Linked DNA regions of Mus musculus: all the other regions are linked to region 1. The links are chromatin contacts, called in public Hi-C maps. All regions are on one chromosome and are shown on one strand. The core of a region is the stretch at or near the end of the contact, and the rest is flanking DNA. Distances in the headings are between cores, read along the strand shown. Region 1 holds the start of Cldn12 (claudin 12). Region 2 holds the start of Dmtf1 (cyclin D binding myb-like transcription factor 1). Region 3 holds the start of Tmem243 (transmembrane protein 243, mitochondrial).

What was found. Hi-C and Micro-C count contacts between places; a contact is called where the count stands out from the background.
Region 2: a Hi-C map of uterus shows a contact between it and region 1, with 6 times the contacts expected there. The contact joins the promoter of Dmtf1 here to the promoter of Cldn12 in region 1. A contact is called at or near these places in 2 of 39 promoter capture datasets (the HPC-7 cell line and cranial neural crest) and 1 of 484 Hi-C or Micro-C datasets (uterus).
Region 3: a contact with region 1 is called in a Hi-C map of uterus, with 4 times the contacts expected there. The contact joins the promoter of Tmem243 here to the promoter of Cldn12 in region 1. A contact is called at or near these places in 1 of 39 promoter capture datasets (cranial neural crest) and 1 of 484 Hi-C or Micro-C datasets (uterus).

Annotation. Positions count from the first base shown.
Region 1 is chr5:5,513,003-5,516,832 of GRCm38.p6, forward strand. It overlaps Cldn12 (claudin 12), which reads right to left and starts at 1,974. Exons shown (of 4, transcript NM_022890.2): 1 at 1,763-1,974; 2 at 160-249.
Region 2 is chr5:9,159,931-9,163,760 of GRCm38.p6, forward strand. Dmtf1 (cyclin D binding myb-like transcription factor 1) reads right to left here and starts at 1,846. Exons shown (of 18, transcript NM_011806.3): 1 at 1,684-1,846. Gm46901 (predicted gene, 46901) reads right to left here and starts at 980. Exons shown (of 1, transcript NR_166570.1): 1 at 1-980.
Region 3 is chr5:9,098,616-9,102,445 of GRCm38.p6, forward strand. It overlaps Tmem243 (transmembrane protein 243, mitochondrial), which reads left to right and starts at 2,122. Exons shown (of 5, transcript NM_001081029.1): 1 at 2,122-2,244; 2 at 2,602-2,780. The coding sequence starts at 2,703.

The DNA.
Region 1 (3,830 bases), core at 724-3,223:
CCTTCTACCTATAATTTGGGTCTTCTTGGAAACTGTAACCATCAATCACTGTACCCACAAAGGTTCTACACTTTTATTTTGCTGAAGAAGAGAAGAACAGCAGCGTTCCTGACTGAGACAGCAGAAACATTATATAACCAGGGACAGGGGCATACTCACCCTTTCCCTGTGCCTGATCCTCCAAAGTCAGCTTAGTGAACTCAGATGCAACAGGAGCACATCTGCACACAAAGCAGAGATAATCTGGACCTACCAAAGTAGAAAAATGCTCCAAATTACTACAGTCCTTCCTTCGCAACTCTATTTTAACTCACATATAACTGGGGGGGGGGGGGGGGCAGTAATTGTCTAGACTTAATAATAAAATGCTACAGCCAAACAGGCAAGCAATAAGTTTTTCAAAAAGGCAGTTTAAGGTTAGGGGTGTAGCTCAGCTACAATGCTTGCCCATCATGTAGAAGGCCCAAAGTTCAAACGCCAGCACCACGACAAAGCAAAAACAAAAACACAACAACAACAAAAAAAATAGCACAGGCAATTTATTCTTATATTCACTATTAGATATGAGCCTCAAAGGAAAATAACTCTTATTTTGTGATTTGAAAGTTCGGGATAATTAAGGCTAAAATTAAAAATCACAAATCACTTTACTGGGTTAGAAATCTAAGAAAAAAATTAATAGATTTATTTTTCAAGATCTAGTTCCTGCCTACCGTGTCATAAGGAGCACGGTGAAAGAAAGCACCATGCAGTTGCCTTGGAATGAAAAGAAATGCACTGTTTTCTAAAATGTTTAAAAGACGGTATTTACCATAAAACCAGACAAAACTAATCTGCTCTGTACAACCTAAAATTTGCAACTAGTATGTCCTTTTTAGTTTATGTTGTGTGGTATCTATCGTCCTTGGCTCAACCTGCCATTTGGTATGTTTTCATATCTCTAAAGAGGAGTGACTTCCTGTTGGAATACTAGTTAACTCAAACAGGTAGGATGAGTGAAAAACTCATAAACGCCTGGCAGCTTCCTGGATCCAGGCGTTTATCGCTGGCCCTATTACAGTAATTATGCAGGATGTGGCCTGGGTGCTGATTTCCATCGAGGTTCCCCACCTCCCATCTACGATTCTTGAGTTGTTATCAATCAAGATTGTTGCTTCGAAGTCAGAAGGGCTCGTTTTACAATCAATGACCCCAATCGGACCCCTGGGCAACCTTTGCCATGAGGTCACCTGGCATAGCAGTTCTGCAGTGAAGACTAGCCCCTTCGCAGAGCAGGGCAGTGTCGAGGGACAGCAGCAGCCAGATCGGCACGTCCGGGTGGGAGCCGCGTCCTCAGGAGACCCCGAGCGGCCGAGCCTGGCAAAGGGGGGGCGGCTGCGCCCAGCCAATGGCGTGAGCCCTCCCCGGGCGCACGCTCGCCGCTCGCCCACCCCTGCCCGGTGCGTGGGGAGAGCGAGCAGGTCAGCGTTACACAACCAGCGCCGTCAGCCGCTGGGTCCAAAATAGCAGCCAGCTCGCAGCTCGCAGCTCGCACCCCCGCCCGCCCCCAGCCCTCGGCTGCCCCGGCAACGCGGCTCCACACTCCTCGGAGGGGACGAAAACGTTGTAAACGCGGTACCAAATACCTCCTCGGCCACTTTTCCACGTCCACCCATGTGGGCAACCTTTCAAATGCCGACTCGCCGCCGCTTCGCCGTTTCACGCAACACCTTCAACTACTTGCAAAAGACTCGGAAACGGGAGCGTCCCTGACCACACCTACCGGCTCCTCACGGCTCGGGCATCCCGCTCACCCACTCCGAGCCGCGGCTCCTTGGTCTCCCTCCGCTGCCGCGGAAGTGCGTTCTGGCGAAGCCGCCCCGGAGGCTTCAGGGAACCAGTCAGGCTCTCCCCTGGCTCCGCTCGGGAATACCTTGGCTGCCGGGAACTACAGTTCCTAGCATCCATCGGGCCGCTGGCCGCGGGCCAATTCCTGAGACCACCTCCTTCTTCCGGGTCCCGCCTCCCTCGTTTCCTCTTGCACCTTATTAGGGATAGGTTTACGGCTTGCTTTAGAATGCTCTCAATCACACGCATGAGGGACAAATTTGAGATTCGTTTGGTTACTCAATCAAAAGTTGTTCATTAAGTGCAAAAAAAAAAAAAAAAAGGTCTAACTCCATAGCCACACAAATTTACAAGGGGCACTTTGCTTGTTACTTCTGGGGTTAACTATAGGCAAAAGATACCCTACTGCAGCAAAATTCCATACATAAAACTAATTATTAAGTATTCTAATTTGACTCTTCTACACATCAGCTATCCTCTCTCGTCTTCTCTGATATGTGCATCCTGTGCAGATAAATATGTCAAAGGACTCATACACAGTATTTAAGTTAAAAAGAGCAAAAATGATGCCTGTGAATTCCAGTTGATTCCATCGCACTATATACATACACACAAATAGAGAAACAAAAACTGTCGATGTTGACAACTCTTTTCTTTAATTATCTTTTTTTTTTCTTATTCACTTTATATCCTGAACACTGCCCCTATCCCCATCAACCCCCTCTCCTGAGTCGGGGAGCCCTCTCGACCCCCCAACCCTGGCACTTCAATTCTCTGTGAGGCTAGGCACTTCCTCTCCCACTGAGGCCAGACAAGGCTGCCCAGCCAGGTACGTAGCCCAAGTACAGGCAACAGCTTTGAGGTAGCTCCTACACCAGTTGTTTGGGGCCCACATATGAGCTGGAAGGCCTAGGTCCAGCCTGTGTTTGTTCTTTGGTTGGTGGTTCAGACTCTGAGAGCCCCAAGGGTCCAGGTTAGTTAACTCCATTGGTCTTCCTGTGGAGTTCCTATCTCCTTCAGGGCACAGCAATCCTTCCTCCTATTCTCCAGTAAGAGTCCCCAAGCTCTGGAGACTGTTTGGCTGTGGGTGTCTGCGTCTGTCTGAGTCAGCTTCTGATTGGAGTCTCTCAGAGAGCAACCATGCTAGGCTCCTGTCTGCAAACATAACAGAGTATCATTAATAGTGTCAGGGATTGTTGCTTGCCTATGGGATGGTCTTTGCTCCATCACCTGTGCCTGCATTCCTTGTAGACAAGATAAATTTTGGGTTGAAAGTTTTATGTGTGGATCGGTGTCTCTATCACTCCACCAGGGTTCCTGTCTCGCTACAGGAAGTAAGCTCTTCAGATTCCAAATCTCCATTGCTGTCACAGCTAAGGTCACCCCCATAGAATTCTTGGGCGCCTCCCATATCCCAGGCCTCTGTGATGACAAGTTTTTTATTATTTAATTTTTTCATACAAATATTGATTATATTTCCCTCTCCCCCAACTCCTTTCAGATCTTTCTCACCTCCCTACCCACCCAACTTCATGTTATTTATCAAACATACAAAACTCAATAAAGCAAACAAAAAGTCCCAAACCAAATCTAATCAAGAAGACGTGGAGTCTTGATTGCAGTAGCCAACTGCTCCTGTGGTTGATGTCCTTTTGGATAAAACTGATCTCTTTCCTAGTAGGTATCAATTGCAAAGAACCTCTAGGCTAGGGAACAACTTTTGAATCTAAGCAAGTACACACTTTTTTTTGTATACTATTCATTTAAATGGTCTGTAGCTTCTCACTTGCAATTTCTCAAAAAAGGATACTCAATTCTCAGAGTTGACAGGACTGTAAACGATCCCACCCCATTCTTGTTTGACTCTGCCCTGCTGTTACCTTGGACAAGAAGACCCGCTGTGTTTTATGGTCTCCATCTGTAGAACAGTGTGTTTGTGCCAGAAAATCATGAAAATTAAATTAATCTAAATCTTATAAGAAGGAAAACATAGAAAAGCACAA
Region 2 (3,830 bases), core at 596-3,095, 3.6 Mb after region 1:
CAACCTCAAACCTTAAGACTAAAACTGATTTCCTCCTTCGAAAAGTTAAAACCTGAATACTTGGAAAAAAGTGTATTTTGTATGTATCCCCCAAACTGCTAAACATACAGATATGACAAGAAAATGGTAACAATACCAGGTGTCTCCCTCAACTGAAAGAGTCAGTGGACCAGGCAGGTTTCTAGATCATCCCCCTGAACAACAGTTTGGGTAAGACTATCATAATCTAAAGTAATGAAGAAACGTTAGCTTACTTGATGGTACTCAAAAGCACCAGGGAAAGACAGTAGTGGGATAAAAGCATAAAATAATAAATAATATTCTTCATATAGATAGGAGTGTTTTTTCACGTCTGTGGAGAATATCATTAGTCTCTCACTGACCTGGTACACTCAACATAACAATCTTTGAAATGGATTTTAAGTTTGTCTAAGTTTAACCAAATATACAAAATTGTATCACTATTCTACCACAGTAAAAAGCTAGTAATATTTTGTTATTATAGTTGTTTTAAATGTTATAGTAAATTACTCGAATTATTAAGGTAAATTTAAGACTGGCCTAAAGAAATTTGCAGTACCAGAAATAGAAAATCTATAAGGAAAATAGCCTTTGATGTTTGTAAAACTTTCAATATAATCAAAGGTCTTTTCTTTCTTAATTTACAGCCTAAAAGCCACAAAAGTTATTTACAACACGAAAATATAGCTCTAATTAATAAAAGTCAGTACATCTAGCTTAAGACATAACACATCACAAACAGTACTGAAATGCATTTTTCTTTGGAGGTTGTCCCAAAGGAAGTCTAGCTGTCAGAAAGAGGTACAAGGGCTGACAAAAGCAATCACGGGCTATCACTCTTTCTTTAGCTACACCGAAGTCTTTAACTATAAAAACATATGCTGTATCACTGAACAGCACAGGATGGCACTGGACCACTTCTTTCGGAGTAAAACTCGTTAAGGTTGCGGGGAGATTCTCAAAAAAAAAAAAAAAAAAAAAAAAAAAAGTTCTTGCTAGAGGGCCAAAGAGGGTTTTGAAACGCTAAAGGTCTGCTCCGCACGATCCTGACAATTACTAGTTGGCTGGGCCAGGACTCTCCCCGCACCCCAGGCCACGTCCCGCGCGGTCTCTAAAGAGAAAGTCCGACTGGCAACCATGACTTCCTTCGCTGAGTCCAACCGGCGAGGGGCTCACGGGCCAAACGAGCCGAGGAGAAATGGTGGGCTTGGGACGACCCCCGCCCCCACTGCCCTGCCCACCCCACCCACGCAGCCGAGGGGGCTCAGTGCACCCCAGCCAAGCCAGGCTGGCAGCTCCGCCGCCCAGCACGCACACGCCCGCGGGGCCCCCGGCGCCGTCCTCCGCGACTCGGGCCCACCCCCAGGGGTCCCGGCGCCATTTAGTTCCTCCAGCCCGCCGCCATTTTCCGCCCCCACCGGCTCGCCGCTGCGCCCCAGGGATCGCTCGGGAGTTCCAGCCGCCAGCGGCCGCTTGAGCCGGCGACGGAGACCGCGGGCGCGGCGTGCGGGGCCTGCCGCGGCGGCTAAGCGAAGCCCGGACTCCGACCCCGCCCGCGGCACCCAGCCGGCGACAGCCAAGGCCCGCGAAGGGGCCGGCTCGGCCGCACTGGGCGGAGCGGCTGCGGCGGAGGCCCGGACCTGAAGGTTCCATCGCACTTACTTCCTGTTTTGGGTCCGGGCACTTTGGAAGAACCAGGATGGAGGCTCCAAAAAATACCAGGATGGAGGAAGCAGCCGCGGGAGAGAGTGGCTGCAGCTGGGGTGAGCGAGCGCAACCAGCCACCGGAAACGGAGCCGCGAGGCCGCGCCCCGCCCCCGCCCTCCCAGCACCCCCCCTGCGGCCCGCCTCTCCTGGGGGGCGGGCCCGCGCGCCACCCCCGACGTCACTTCCGTCTGCGTCGGCAAGCTGATGGGTTGCTGCGGAATCGAGCGCCATTCTCAGCGAGCGATAGGGTCGGACGGTCGCCGTCGAGCTGTGGCGGGTGATAGACGTAAAGGAGGGTCTTTCCCTTGGCAGGCGTCTGCACCATCTGTCTTTTAGTTTCCGCAATCTCCGAAGCGAAGAGGGAGCGGTGTGTCTCTATAATTCTTGTGAAAGGTGACCTCCGTGAGTGTGACCTCGCTTTTAGGAGACTACAGTTCTTTATGCATTTAAAGTTCAGTGCTGGTAGCTATGCCGAGTGCAGCTCTATTTTCTGGATTCTTAGAGATGAACAAAATAGAAGCCCTGTTCCCATGCCAATCTTTAAGAATCAGGTTCATACATGAATAGATGCATTTTGACCATATTTACTCCTTCCTATCCACTCCAACTCCTCCCCGTGTTTTCCCTGACATGCCCCCGACTCAAATTCATGTCCTATTGTAGGGGTGTATTTCTGGGTACACACATGTAGCCCAGATGTACTTCAGTGTAGGGCTGCGCCCCGCTTGGACGTGGGAAAACAATCTGATCTCTTCAGGAAGGAAGTTGACTCTTCCTCAGCAGTCTTGACTGCTTGTAGCTCCCTAGCCAGAGATGGAACCTTGTTCGCCATCCATGCTGGAATGTGGAGTGGAGTGGTGGTATGCATGGGACCACAGCTGCTGAGTGGTGGGTGTTAAAACAGAAGTCTTCCCATTCCCCTGACTCTTTCAAGTTTTCTGCCCCCCATCTTCAGCAACGCTCCTATACCTTTGGTGTAAGGATTGCATTATAAAAACCCACTTAGGGATAGGCATTCTACAGTCACTTAACTGCACACTGGTCAGATGTGGTTTTCTGCCATAAACACTGCTACAAAAAGTGCAGACTCTATGATGAGAACATCAAAAAAGTTGCCTTTTGCCCCATGCTGGGCACAATTGTTCGAACCTATTAATTTCAGCAGAGAAGAGGTTGAGGCAGAAAGAAGACTGGATTTTGAGGCAGTGTTGGCTACATAGAACACATCTCAACCAAACCAAACCAACCCAAAAGTTCTAAGATACACAATTCTGAGCATTGGGGTTCCTATTGGTGTTGCTTTTATGATTCAGCAGATACACGTTATACTTTGCTTTCCTTTCACTACTAGTGATACACAAAGTCCCATTCCTAATCAAGAAGCTGTTTGCAAATGGTAGATCTGGGGAAAGGGAAAATCATTTTTTCCCCCCAGGGGAGTGAAATTAGATGTATCAGGCATACTCTTAAATCAAGCAAGGTTCATAGGAGTTGATGGCCAATGCAATTTGGAATCACAAGTTTTTTACAGCAGCTTTATTCACATTTGCCAAAACATGCAACCAACCAAGAGGCTAACCAGGAGGTGAATGAATAAACAAGCAGGCACATCTATTCAACAGAACTTTATTTGGCACTAAAGTAGTGAAGAATTAAAATATATGTTACGTAGTAAAGAAAAATCATCCAAAAATTGATGTATGCTAAGACTATGCCATTCTGATTGTCTTATTTTTCTACTGTTATGAAGAGACACCATGGTGAAGGCATTTTACAGAAGAAAGTTTTAATTGGGGCTTGCTTACAGTTTTAAATGATGAGTTTATAATCATCACGGACGGAGGGGAGCATGGCTGCAGGCAGGTAGGAATGGGGCTTGAACAGTCCTTGAGAGCTTACATTCTTAATTGCCGAGCCATTTGGGTATGTGTAGGCTTCTGAAAGCTCAAAGTCTGCACCCAGTGGCATGCCATTTCCAACAAGGCCACACCTAATCCTTCCCAAAGAATTTCACCAACCAGAGACCAGACATTCAAACATGTTAGCCTGCAGGGGCCATTCTCATTCAATCTGCCAGTGGTGATATTCTGTAAAGGGCATTG
Region 3 (3,830 bases), core at 872-3,371, 3.6 Mb after region 1:
TCTGCAACCTCAAAGCCACCCCCAGTGACACACTTCCTCCGACAAGGCTACAGTAACTTCTAATAGTAACACTCCCTGTGAGGCCATGGGGCCATTTTCATATAAACTACCACAAAGGTCAAAATTTGAAAACTGCAGTTCCCAAGGAAAGAGGCTCCCGTATCAGGGAGAGAAATTTTAATTCCGGGAAGAAGGCTGACAGACTTTAGTAAAAACAAAAATTTTAGTTTAAAAATACGTTGTTTGGGAGCCTGGAAAGATGACTCAGCATTTAAGAGCGCTCACTACTCTTGTAGCGGACCTAATTTTGGATCCCAGCACCGATGGTTGGGTGGCTTTCAGCTGCTTGTAACTCCATATTGAAGGAAATTCACACCCTTCTGGCCTCCTTGGCTGGAAGCACATATGTGGAAGCACATGCATGCACATGCACACACACAGTTAATAAAATCTTTTGAAATATGTCATCTAACTCTAACTGGCATTAGAGATGTTTGTGAACCACATGCAGATGCTAGGAAACAAACCTAGGCCCTCAGCAAAAGCAATAAGCATGCTTAGCTGATGAGCAGTCCCTGAAAGTTTTAGTAGTTTTTGGTGAACCAAAGTAATATTTTCCCGAGGAGCCAGTGAGGTTTCTGGTTTGAAAACAATTATGTACAAGTAGAACCAGGAGAGAGTTACTCTGTTCAGTCGACAGAACGATTTCTGCCCGGCCTGTGACCTAAATATGAATATTCTAAATGCTTCCTCCCCACCCAGTCACCACAGCAGCAGAGCACAGAGGTGAATATAATTTCCAAATATGTATGTTACCTATTTTACTATAAAACGTTGCCTATATGTTCTCTTGTTTCTCAAATAACTATACTTTAAAAAATATACTTGTATTTAAAGTCTTTATTTTTTCCCAGAATAATATTTCCAGAACTTTAACCTTTCAGAATTTTAGACTTTATGGATTTTGATTTGACTGTATATCAAATTTGGTATTATGGCATCTTTTGGGGTTGTTGACCAAGGCCCATAATTACTGTGTTATTTTGGTGGATAGTTGCTTAGCACACAGCAGATTCTCAAAGTATTGTTAGTTTTTATTTTATTATTTTGAGACAGGGTCTTGCTACTTAGTCTAGACTGTCCCTAATATTCAAAGGATTACAGCCTAGAGCCTCAAAAATATTTTTTGTTGAATGAAACTGAATATAAGTAAGTGAATTAATTTGTAGGACCTTTTAATATGAATCTTTAAATAGAACTTTTAATAGAAGTGGGTGCTGGATTATGTAGTATTGCTGTTGTTAAGGTAAAGTCGCGAGTAAACAGCTAATTTGTAAAACACGTGTAATGATTGGGCAATGGGGATATGTATAATACTTACGTGTACTCAGGGCTGGAAGTTCGTTGTGGTTGTTATTCCATCCCTTGTTCTAAACTGTTGCGTGGCACTGGAACCCATGTCTAGATTCTAAGCGTTCGTGGAGGTATCGCTTCAGCTTAGAGTCTCCTGCACACTAACACTTTCCGAACTTTCTTGAATCTAGCTAGGTATTAGTGTCAGCCCAATCCTATTAGTGTAGTTGTTTGGTTTTTAGCTTTTAGGAAGAACTTCAAATGTAGAGCGACGGTACTTGTGCAGCTTGTCCATTCCATTCAGCTCTCTAAGCCCCAAGACTCCAAAAAGGCCCAAGATGCGAAGCTCTGGCCTGTGGCAGCACCCCCACTGGACCAGGCAACGAAATACCTAACTGTTTATGTAAACTAGGACCTCTTATTCTGTGTGTAATACAGAATAAAACACGCATACACGATTGCCTCCGATACTGTAAAGTGTCCACATCCAAATCCTGGAGTGGTCGAAGCAGGTTGTCGGGTTTTAAGACGCCAAATTCGAGTCGGTCTTCAGAACCCTGCTTTAGCCACTACGTGCACCGCGCAGCCGCCAATTGCCAAGAGGCGGAGAAACGCTTGGCAGCGGGGACCCGCGCCTCGGTGGGACGACCCGCACCTCTGTAAATAAAGCTCTGCAGCCCAGGCGGCGCCTCTGCCCGTGGGATTGGCTGCCTGAGTCGTGACGCGATCTGGGCGGGCCCGACCGGTTTGCGACAGTGGCCGCAGGTCCCGGACCGGAGAGCCCGGGGGGACTCGCCGCACGGCGCCGGCGTCCGGCCGGCGTGTGGGGGCCACGGCTCGGGGTCGCGGCCGCTGCCTGGATCCGCCGCGCGCGCGGCGCGGGACGCCGAGGTCTGGCTTGCGGGCGCAGCCGGGGCTGCGGGGAGCACGGGGGACGGGACGCGAGCGGGCGGATGCGGAGCTCTCAGCCGAGCTAGGGTGGTGTGCGGGGCCGCCCGGCCCGCAACTTCACTCCCGCCGCCCCGCCGCGCGGGGGACTCGCGCCAGGCAAACTTTCTCCCGGTGGAGCCCCGGCCGAGATTGGGGGCGGCGGGCGCGGGCGGGGCGGCGGCCAAGCGCTGTTTGTTTCCTTTCACTTCCCGCGGCGGCCGCTGGAGATGAGGACGGCGGGGCTGGGGCGGAGCGGCCAGGGGCCCCCGGGAGTGACAGTCGCCCCGTCGGGATTTCCCGCCCTCCCCACCCCCCCAGGGCCCGGGCCATGCGTGCGCCGTGAGGGGCGGGCGTCCGGACTTCGCGAGCTGATGCGGACTCGCTTTTGAGCGTCCGGGGACGAGCGAAGCAGCCCTAAAATGGAGGACTTTGCTACCAGGACCTACGGGACCAGCGGCCTGGATAACAGACCTCTGTTCGGGGAGACGTCTGCCAAGGTGAGTGCGGGAGTGGGCCCCGGGCCAGAGTGCGAGAATCCCGCCTCCCTCCACCCCGCTGGCTCCTTGCAGCCTGCCTGGAGGGTACTTGGAAGTGGGAAGAACTGTTCTTGCCGTCCCGCCCCTCTCTTGGGATGTTTGCCCTGCACTCTGCACCAAGAGCAGTTTGGAGTGGAGAAAAGTTCAGAAAGTTCTGGGCAGTTTGTGGGAAGCCCTTACGGAGAGTGCGGAAACCCCACCGTGGAGGGAAAGTCCTGCGAAGGTTGCATAAGCGCACTTTCCAGCTCCACACTTCAGGTGTGCGTCCAGGGCTTTAGTGGTTTCAGGAGTGCATCGAGAGCCCAGGGTTGCTTCTGATGATTGCTTACCTAGAGTTCTTAAGAGGATGAGGATGTGAAGCAGCTCCATGAAGGTGGATGTTGGCCACAATCCCAGGAGGTGATCAAACAAAGGGTCCCAGCTCTCAAATAGGCAGAGGCACTAACCGTTTTCTAGAAGCTTGACTAGATAGAGCCTCTGGCCTGCAGTCAACAAAAGTCTTTCTCTGTACTTAGCGTTAACTTTCTGAAACTTGCTCCCCACCCCCAGCCCCCTTGCCTTGGGGACAATCAAGAAACTCTGTATTCAGCATAAAACTTTCTCAGAAGTCAGGGCAAGATTAACCTGTAGCTCTCTTACCCTCCCCCCCCCCCCACTTGTAAATGACGTTGGTGACTGTAGACCCCCTGACCCCTGATAGGAGCAGTCAGCCTTTGAAAGTTGCTGTGGTTACTGTAGAGCTGGGTTTCTTACCTTGTGGGAAGAGCCTGTACCACACACAGGGAACTTCTCCACCTGGCAGTCATGGGGAATCCTAAACTTGGAAGCTGCCAGTCTACCATGAAGATTACTTATTATTAAATTCCATATAGAATTTGATTTGTCTTGGGGTGCTTTACTAAGACATTTCAAGATGGATGTCTGGCTTCTTGTAACTTCGCCTAATCTCAGCTCGCCATGCTTGGGAGCTCAAGTTCACTAATGCTCCTTCCGTTATTTGCAGACGTTACT